Linked DNA regions of Ovis aries: region 1 is linked to region 2. A link is a contact called in public Hi-C data. All regions are on one chromosome and are shown on one strand. The core of a region is the stretch at or near the end of the contact, and the rest is flanking DNA. Distances in the headings are between cores, read along the strand shown.

Region 1 (4,815 bases), core at 449-2,948, 190 kb after region 2:
CTGGTGGGGGCGCGGCTCCCGACAGGTGGGAGGCCTGGGGGATCCCGAAGCTCGGTTGGCTGCTAGTGTGAAGGGCTGGGGCCCAGCTGGTCCCGGGAGTGGGGGGGCACCTGGGTCTGCTCTGCTCTGGGTGGGCCAGGTCTGGGGGTGCGGGACTACGGTTTCCTTTTTGTGATTTTTATTTTACATGGGAACATAGCTTTTGCCAAAAACCCTGTGAGTTCAGCCGCTCAGTCGTGCCCGCCTCTGCAGTCCTCGGGGTTGCAGAGTTGGACACGGCTGAGCAACTGAACTGACGGTGTTTTGGCTTCCCAGGTGGCGCTAGTGGTGAAGAACCCACCTGCCAGTTCAGGAGACCTAAGAGATGTGGGTTCGATCCCTGGATCGGGAAGATCCCCTGGAGAAGGGCATGGCTACCCACTCCAGTATTCTTGCCAGGGGAATCCCCTGGACAGAGGAGTCTGGTGGGCTACAGTCCGTGGGGTCGCAGAGTCAGACACAGCTGAGACGGCAGCACAGCACGTAACCGATCCAGGGCTGCGCTTCAGGGGCGCAGCCGAGTGATCCGGTCTCACACCTGCAGACGCCCTTGCTTCCTCGGACCCCTTTGCTGTGCGGGTTCTTACCGAGTTCTCAGCAGCACCACGAGGTCCTTGTTGGCTTCTGTGTGAGTCGTGTATCTGTTCGTCCCAACCCCTAATCTATCCCTCCCCGCGTTCCCTGTTGATAACCACGTCTTTTAAGTCTGAGTCTGTATTTTGTCCGTTTGTATCATTTTTTAAAGATTTCACGCAGAAGTGATTGGTGTCTTTGTGTGACCTGGCAGTCTGCACGCCCACCCGTGCTGCTGCAGACGGCGTGGCGCTTCCGGCGGAGCCGCTCTCCGCGGCAGAACGTGTGTGCGCGCCGTCTGCGCCCACTCCGTGGCGGACGCCTCGTTTCTAGCCTTGGCTGCGGTTAGCAGGGCCGCTGTGAAGCCTGGGCTGCACGCTTCAGACTGGTTTTCTCTAGATGGTGCCCACGAGTGGGACTGCCGAGCCATACGGTAACTCTACGGTTGGTTTTCTAAGGAACTTTCGCACTTCTCTGGAGTGGCTGCACCAGTTTACATTTCCACCAGCAGTGGAGCTGGGCTCCCTTCCTCCCCTCTCTCTCCAGCGTTTCCTGTTTCTGGACTTCCTGATGACGGCCATCCTGGCGAGTGTGAGGTGACGCCTCCCTGCAGCTCTGATTCGCATCTCTAATAGCCGTGATGCTGAGCAGCTTCTCCTATGCCTCTTGCCTGTCTGTCTTCGTTGGGGAAATGTCTGCATAGATCTCCTGCCCATTTTTTATGACTGCTTGTTGTTCTGACACTGAGCTCTAGGAGCCGCTTGTGCAGTTTGGAGACTGATCCCCTGCCGGTCATATTGCTTGCGAGTCTTTCCTCCCATTCTGTGGGTTGCCTGTTCCTGTTACGGCTTCCTTTCTGTGCAAAAGAAAGTCCCGTTTATTTTTATTTTCATTACTCCAGGAAATGGACCCAAGAAGATGCTGCTGTGATTCATGTCAGAGGGAGTTCTGTCTGCTTCCCTCCAGCAGTTTCACAGTTACCAGCCTGATAAGCAGGTCTTTAATCCACTGAGTGTGTCTGTGTGTGGTGGTAGAGGATGTTCTGATTTCTTTCACATGGAGCTGTCCAGTTTAGACTCTGCTTTCTGTGTCCATGTCCCCCTCTGGTGGGCGAGGCTGGCCTAGCAGCCTCCCTGGAGGGTGGCCCGCCCAGCCCCATGGGTGGACGGTGCTGCGTCCTGGCCGTCTGGTGGGCAGGGCCATGTCCACCACGGGGGTTAAGGGGGGGTCTCACGGCAGCTTGTCTGCTGCCGGCTGGGGCTGTGACCCTGCCCCGGGGCTGTGTGACTGAGTCTCCAGGCTCTGGGTCTGACGGGCCTGGATCTCAGCCCAGCGGCCGTGTTCACGGGGCCAGTGTGTCCAGGCGAGCCCCAGCCACCCCGTCTCTGCAGGAGACGCTCCGCGGGCAGCAGGTAGGTCCGGCCCAGGCTCCTGCCCGGCTCGGCCTGCGTGAGGTTCTGTGTGGCCGTGTCAGCGTGAGTCTGTGGGTCTCTGCCTCACGCCTTCACAGCCAGATGCTCCGGGGGCCCGGGGGTCACAGCCCCGCGTGGGGCGCAGGGTGGGCGCCCAGCGCTCACTCCCGGGGGACGCTCTGCAGTGTCACCTCCCCCAGGGTGGGGGGCTCCGCCGTCTCGCTGTGGTTCCTCGTCATCAGTGGCAGGTCATCGCAGGGAGGCTTTGGTCTCTGCCGACTGCCGGCGTGCTCGTGGGAGGTGGGCCCAGGCCGTCTCCACGCTGCAGCCTTGGATGGTCTCCTGAGACGACGTCTGATGGCGTTCTCGCCGTGGGGCAGGTCCCGTGGGGGTCCAGAGCTGGCCTTGCCCCCGGGCAGAGGCCCCCCCGCCCCGCGTGGCGTGTAGACCTGAAGGACGGCCGACCCGCTCCCCTGGGCGCGATGGAGTGGGTCGCCCTTCCGTTCGGCATCAGGGCTGAGGCAGGAGGCCCGTATCTGCGGCTCTGCCCCCGTTGCTCTGCTTACTTCCCTTGGGTGCGGCAGCCAGCACCAGCTTCAGGCCTGTCTACTCTGGGAGATGCTGTGGCTACTAATCCCTGTTCAGCATACGGAAATGCTTCCCTGGGGTGTGGGTCGTGGGGAGTCTTCCTGGGCTGTCCCCACCCCACGGACGCTCCTGCCAAGGGCTATCACGTGGCCTGTGCCCCGTGGTCTGGGGGCTGCTCCCAGAACCGGGTGGGGTGGCACGGCTTGCCCAAGGGCAGCAGGGCAGGAAAAGCGGATGGAGCACCAGGCGAGAACAGAGTGGGCGCCGGAGGGGCCGGGCTGAGGTCGCGGCAGCAGCCCCGAGGACGGTGTGTGAGGCAGTGCAGCCAGGGGCTGCAACGCCAAGAGCAGCCGCTGGGTGGCGCCCACGGCCCTGGCTGGAGCGTCTGGAGCCCGGGGCGGACGCAGCCCCCGAGGAGGCAGGCTTGGGGGCGAGGCAGGCTGGGGGGCAGCCGCACCTGTCTCCCCTGCCCTCACGGCCCTGCCTGAAGTGCGGGGCTTCCTGCCCGTGGAGCAAGGTGCCAGCTCCTGCTCCTGCCAAGGCGTACTCCTGGCCGGCAGGGAGAGCAGAGAGGAAAGGGGGCTTTGCAGGCTCTAAGCCAGAGCCGTCCCCTGCGGGCCTGGCTGCAGCTGAGGGCAGGGGAGCTGGGGGAGGAGCCAGGCGTGCGCCTGAGGCTCTGCGGGAGGGAGACCCGGGCTGCATCCACCCGCAGAGGCCGACACGCAGGTGAGCAGGTGGGGGGTGAGGCGGGGCCCCGACTGGGGCTGAGGTGCCAGGAGAGACCCTCAGAGCCCGCCCGGCAGCTGCTGCAGAGACTGAGAGGCCTCGGGAAGCGCACACAAGGGTCCGAGACCCCACAGGTGGAGAGGGCTCAGCCCACGCATCCCGGGGCCCCTCAGGATGCACACCAGCATGGGGGGCTGGTGGCGCCACCCCCGCCCACCCCCCCCCCCCCACACACGGCAAGGGCACGGTGAGACTCAGTGGGTGGACCCTACTCCTGCAGGGGCCCCTTAGGACCCCGGGACGCACACCAGCGTTGGGGTCGGGGGCTGGCGGGCCGCCCCGCACACACCCTAATGACAGGCGCTGCGGCTCTAGCCCAGGGCCCAGTTGCCACGGCACAGGTCCCAATGGGACGTGCAGCCAGGCTTCCAGAAGCTTCTCCCTCATCAGTCCCCACCTAAGGCTGCGGCTCAGACCTTACCCAGGTGAGAGCCGCTGATGCCCTCAGAACTTCTGCTCCAGGAAGGCGGGCGGCCCCAGCCCTGGGACTGCAGGCCCAGCTTCCTGCCGCCCCCAGCCCCTCCACAGCCTGCTGCAGGGAGACCCGGCCCTGAAGGCAGTTTTCCAGGTGGAACAAAGCACACATCCCAAGCCTTCGTCCCTGCGGGTGGGAGGGCTATTATAGAAGGGCAGAAACTATCCTGGGGTTGGGGCCAGAACGAGGGGGAGGCCAGTGACGCTCTTGCCTTGGGCACTGAACTTAGGAGCACCAAAAACCTGGGTAATCAAAATAAGCGGTATTTTAATGTCATTAGTGACCCAAATGCCAACAATCCACACAGAAACATCGGCCGTGGCTGTGCTCCGGTGCCCCCGGGATGACGGGGCCGCGTCCGTGCTGTCAGGCCGTCTCCTGGGGGCCACAAGCTGCTCCTACACTCCGTGTTACCGAGAACTTCCCGTCGCTGCGTTTTTCCTTGGTGGTTGGTCTACTTCCCCAGATGTAAACACTGCTGGGGTCTAGGCTTGGGAGAGAATGCACGGATCATTTTCACCAGTAACGTCTGAACACTGATTCAAGCGTTTGCTTAGAAGCAGGCATGGGGAGCTGGGCTCCGGGCTGAGGTCACACAGTGACTTCTGTCCTTAGCCCCACGGCGGTAAGAACAGCGGGGCTCACTAAGCGTGTACCAGACCACAGACAGCTTGCCTCGTCGCCGGGGAAGCAACTGCTGGCTCCTCCAAACCTGCCCTGGCCCCCGAGGGTAGGGGACAGGCTGACCTCAGCAAGAGGAGCCTGCCTGGCAGAGGGCCGGTCCCGGCAGGCAGGTCTCAGGGCCCCAGCCAACACCATCTCTCGTCGATGAGGCCCCCTACCCTGTCCTGGCACACAGGCTCCCACAGTGAAGTCAAGCTTTATTGCCACGCTGACATTGTGGCCCCCTCGTGGCGGCTCTGTGCAAATAAGCCAGCTCCC
Region 2 (5,000 bases), core at 943-3,442:
CGTGGCATCTGTGTTTATTTATTTATTTGTTTTTTCTGACTGTTGAGCTGGTTGTCCCAGTCCTGTACAGAACGCTCCCTCTGCGGTGTCTGCTCGGAAATTCTTTTTCCCGTACCGCCTCGCCTTACTTACTTCTGTGCATTTCTGCGCTCTCTTTTCCTGCCGGGCGATCTGTTTATCCTGTCTCAGTAACACTCGGCTTTCACTCCTGTAGCTTTGCAGCGCTCCCTCCATTCTCGCTCCCCGGGCCCTCCCCCTCCCCGGCCCCTCCCCCGGCCCCTCCCCGGCCCCTCCCCCGGCCCCTCCCCGGCCCCGCCCCTCCCCCGGCCCCGCCCCTCCCCCGGCCCCGCCCCTCCCCGGCCCCGCCCCCTCCCCGGCCCCCGCCCCTCCCCGGCCCCCGCCCCTCCCCGGCCCCGCCCCTCCCCGGCCCCGCCCCTCCCCGGCCCCGCCCCTCCCCGGCCCCGCCCCTCCCCGGCCCCTCCCCTCCCCGGCCCCGCCCCTCCCCGGCCCCGCCCCCGGCCCCTCCTCTGTCCCCTCCCCCGCTCTCCTTCTATTTACCCGGCTGTCCCCGTCCGGTTGGGACGCGGGATCTTTGATCTTCGTTGCCTCACGTGAGCTCGTCCGTGTAGGTGAACTCGTTCCCTGACCAGGGATTGAACCCAGGCCCCCTGCGTTGGGAGCGTGGAGTCTTAGCCGCTGCGCCACCAAGGAAGTCCCCGTATCGCTCTTTAACTTGTTACGGAAGCTGTTTTTTGTTGGCTGGAAGGCAGCAGGTCAGATGCTGAGATGCCGAGCTTCACCACAGAGAAAGGGATTATTTGGAAGGCAGCAAGTGAGAAGACGGGAGAGCCAGTCTCAGATACGGGGCCCTGCAGGCGACCAGGACACTTACGCGTGGAGAATCTATTGGAGATGCAGGGGCGGTGGGAGAGGCAGGGAATGGGGGGGGTCGTCAGTGGTCCCTGCAGGGGTAGCTGGGTTTCAGGCTTCTCCATGGGAAGCGGTTCAGAAAGCAGCAGCGTCAGGGTGATCCGAGGGTGGAGTTTTGATGTCAGAACGTCATCTGTCGAACACTTGCATGGGCCCAGTTGAGTGGCCTGTGACCTTGACCCGTTCGGACTGGGAAAGACCAGATCCCTGCTCCTGAGGAACCGCTGCAGCAACTGTGGCTATAGTGACCCGCATGTTCAAGGTGTTACCTCTCGGGAGTCTTGCCGGGCCTTCCCTAAGCTGCGTGAACCTTGGCGGGTGAGCAGGTAGTCGAGGCAGGCTACAGGAGGTGGCTTATTGAGCCGTAATAGTAGGCCATAGTTTAAGCGATCTCACTGGGGACAGCGCTTGCCCTTCAAGCTCATGTAGGGATAAGTTTCTCTGGTTTTCAGTATCTCTTGACTTCCATTGTATAGCTATTTTACTTCAGTTTTACAGTCATTTTGACAGGTTTCCAAGATACTCTCTTTGTAATTTTATTTAGAATTGCACAAAGTCCCAACATACTATTTTGGGAAAACCGAGTAACTTTGCAATCCTGAGTATTCTGTCAAGACGCGGACGCGCCTTTCCACCTGGGCGAGTCACCTCCTGTGTCACTGGCGGGGTTAACTTTTCTTTTGGTGGAAAATGCCCGGGTGCCCTGCAGGCACAAGCTACGTGATGCTCCTGGGAAGAAATGTGCGTCCCAGCTGGCTCAGTGGTAAAGAGTCCACCCGCCAATGCGGGGATGCAAGAGACACTGGCTCGATCTCTGGGTCGGGAAGATCCCCTGGAGTAGGAAATGGCAAGCCACTCCAGTGCTCTTGCCTGGAAAATTCCATGGACAGAGGAGCCTGGCGGGCTGCAGTCCATGGGGCCGCAGAGAGTCGGACACGACTGACTGCTCACAAACAAACAAGGCATTTTCTCTGTGTTTGCTCTGTCTGACTGTTTCCATACTTGCAGGCTTAGCACCCAACCCGCCTGGGTCCCTGATCCAGGGACCTCTGGACGACCAGGTGGGCTACAGGTGTTTCCATTCTTGTTTTTATCTTTGTGTTTGTTTTAAAAGGACTCTAAGCAGAGCACAGTTGAGAAAAACAGGGACCTGTCTGGACATCACTCACTCGCTGGTGTTCACTTGTGATAGTTTGGGGGCGGGGGCTGTAACTTACCACCGTTGGCTTCATGGCGCCCTCTGGCTCGCAGGGAGCTCACTGCAGCTCTGTGACTTCTGGGGAGGGTGTGCTGTGCTCTGCTGAACGTGCACGTCTGTCTTGCCCTAAGTCTGTGCAGCAGCAGCAACCAGGCTGTGAAACGCAGGATACAGCTTGTCGCCACCGGGAGGGAAAGGGTACCTTGTAACCTTAGCCTGTGCCAACCCCCGAGCCCCCTCGAGCACTTCAGAGCTTTCCTTGTCAGTGTGGCTCCAGCCGCTGGTCCAAGACCCAGTGTCACAGGGTGGATATCGGATAACCGTGGACAGTTTCCTCACAGGCCTGTGAGATTTGTTCGGCTCGAGAAGTGTTTTCACTGTCTTTATTTCTGCCCTGTTCCGTGGCTTCTTACCCATTCCTCCCACATCCTTTGCCTCCCTTTCTGTGTGTGCTGCGGCCGTAAAAAGGGCCGCCTGGCTGGTCAGTTCAGGGCCAGGAAGGTGGAATTTAAATGTAACTGACGGCATGATTCAGTACTGGGGAGGTCACTGACAATGAGCAGAAACTCTCCAGCCGTCCCGTGGGCTGGTGTCAATCACACCAGAGCCCTAAGCACACGAGGTTGTCAGCGTCCCGGGGCCAAGTTGGCCCAGGACGGGCACTGCACTGATTCCCCCCTCAGAGCTTGACAGTGTGCTGCCTCAGCATCTTAAAAGTTCCGAGGAGTGCCGCAGTGACACCAGCAGCTCCAACTCTGCTGAGTGACTCAGCGAGTGTGTTAGCGCAGGGACGGGGTTCTTTCGGCTCCCCAGGTGGCTCAGTGGTAAAGAATCCCTGCCAGTGCTGGAGACGCAGGCTCGATCCCTAGGTCGGGAAGATTCCCTGGAGAAGGGCAGGGCTACCCACTCCAGTATTCTTGCCCGGAGACTCCCCATGGACAGAGGAGCCTGGTGGGCTACAGTCCACGGGGTGGCGAAGAGTCAGACACGGCTGAGCACACAGCACTCACAAAATTCTTTCAGGCCGAGCAGGTTTCTCTTAGTGCCGGCTTCAGAAGGGCCGGAGGGCAGTGAGTGTCCCAGTCCAGCCGCCCTTTCGGCTCCCGTCAGTGCTGGACTCCCAGAGCTAGATGTTAAATGAGATGCAATCGCAACCAGGTTCCACCGGAAAGGTAATTTTGTTTCTTTTCCGTAATGTCAGGGATATATTTACTGCATTAGATACCGTCAATGGTGGACCTTTTGCCTCACGTGACACTTTCAGAAAATGGCCTTCAGTGCATTCACTGACTAATTTATTCAAGCAGTAGGTACGAAGGGACTCCTGTGCCTTTAGCGCTGTGCCAAGCGGGGGTGTTTATTAGAGTCTGGGAGTGAAGGAGACTGAGAGAGTGGAGGGAAGAAAGGAAGCCCACAGCTCTGGGGCTCCTGGCTGCTCCCGGCGGAACCCTGCGGTCAGCTGTGACCCCAGAGGCTCCAGCCGCGGCTGAGAGGGGCGTGTTCCAAGCCAGAAAGTAGGTCATCTTTTCACTGAGGCCCCTGAGGGTGTTGCCAGGGTCACCGACACTCACAAACTCCATTTTTAATGACTGTAACACTGCTGTTCAACAAGCTGCCTCACAACTCAGCGGCTTAAGACAATGCCCAGCGTGGCAGGGTGGCTCTCCTGGCCCGGCTGGCTGAGCTGAGGGCCCCCTTTAAAGGCAGCTCTGTTCGCAGGCCCCTCGGCTTCCCTGGACCAACAGCCTGGCCAGGAGTGTTCTCCTCCATTCAGAGGAAGAGTCGGCAGCCCAGCCACGTGAGCACTTCCAAGCCTCCGCTTGCATCTCCTCCGCTAACATCTCATCGGCTAAAGCGTGTCAGAGGCTAGGAAATACCTTGCTGTTACAGGTGGACGGCACTCAGAAAAGCACGTGGACGGCTCCCGCTTTACCCGGCTAGCTCAGGACAGGCTAGAACAATGCTGCAGTCCATCTCTGCAGGAGACGTGGGGCGGTGAGCCTGGCTCCCGTCAGGAGGCGGAGGTCCTCCCTTCCCTGGATTCACCTGGATGCGAGAGTTCTGTTCCCATCCAGTGAGACTGGGGGCTGGCGGCTGACCTTTGGTGTTTGCTTTTCTTTGGCTGTGCCAGGTCTTATCTGCAGTGTGTGGGACCTTTAGGTGTGGCCTGCAGGGTCTAGTTTCCTGACCAGGGACTGAACCTGGGCCCCCGGCACCGGGAGCGCAGAGTCTCAGCCACTGGACCCCCAGGGAAGCCCCTGGCAGTTGACTCTGCGCAAGACACAGCAGTCCAGGGGTGGAGCTTGGCTGGGTGAGTGGGTGGAGCCCCGGCCTGGGTGTTCTGGCCGCATCCTCCTCATCCACGGACTCGGGGCCTGTGTTCTGAAGAGCTGGAGGTCAGGGCTGCAGCCAGCACACGCTGGTCGGGTCAGAAGAAGGCTCGTCCCCCCACCCCACTCCATCCAACCGCAAGATGGCCGAGGAACCGTCAGAACAAGATGGAATGTTGAACACGTCTGCGAGAGACATTAGGCCAGAGCGGAACTGGAAGGGAGCGTGGGGCAGACTCTGCAGGACGGCCCCCGCTCCGCGCAGACTGTGGGCTTGGCGGCAGGCCCCTGTGGTCGGGGGAGCACAGTCATCTGATGTGGGCAGATGGACAGGGAGGGCGCCCAGAGCTGGGCTTGCCCTCTCTTGCTGCCGAGCACCCTTCCACCTGCACCCGGACAAGCCCAGGCCGGCCAGCTGGGTGATCAGGGGCAAGGCTGGAGCCTCGCTGACGTCAGGTTTATGCCGGACCCGCCAGTGGGGCCTCTAGGGACCAAGCCCACTGCCAACCTCGTAACTAGACGAATTGGGCAAGCTGCTCAGC

The links. A called contact is a pair of places that touch in the nucleus more often than the background predicts.
Region 1: a Hi-C map of hypothalamus shows a contact between it and region 2, with 2.6 times the contacts expected there. The contact joins two enhancer-like sites. A contact is called at or near these places in 5 of 16 Hi-C or Micro-C datasets (hypothalamus, liver, mixed tissues and 2 more).

Annotation. Positions count from the first base shown.
Region 1 is chr19:59,715,618-59,720,432 of ARS-UI_Ramb_v3.0, forward strand. It overlaps LOC101123281 (ankyrin repeat and BTB/POZ domain-containing protein 1), which reads right to left. Exons shown (of 18, transcript XM_060402704.1): 18 at 4,121-4,815. Among named protein-coding and RNA genes, the nearest start is that of MCM2, 75 kb to the right of the region's middle. Within about 2 kb of position 1,699, at least 5 of the 54 cell types and tissues checked have an H3K27ac peak or open chromatin away from gene starts, as enhancers often do.
Region 2 is chr19:59,525,534-59,530,533 of ARS-UI_Ramb_v3.0, forward strand. No RefSeq gene overlaps it. Among named protein-coding and RNA genes, the nearest start is that of KBTBD12, 12 kb to the left of the region's middle. Within about 2 kb of position 2,193, at least 9 of the 54 cell types and tissues checked have an H3K27ac peak or open chromatin away from gene starts, as enhancers often do.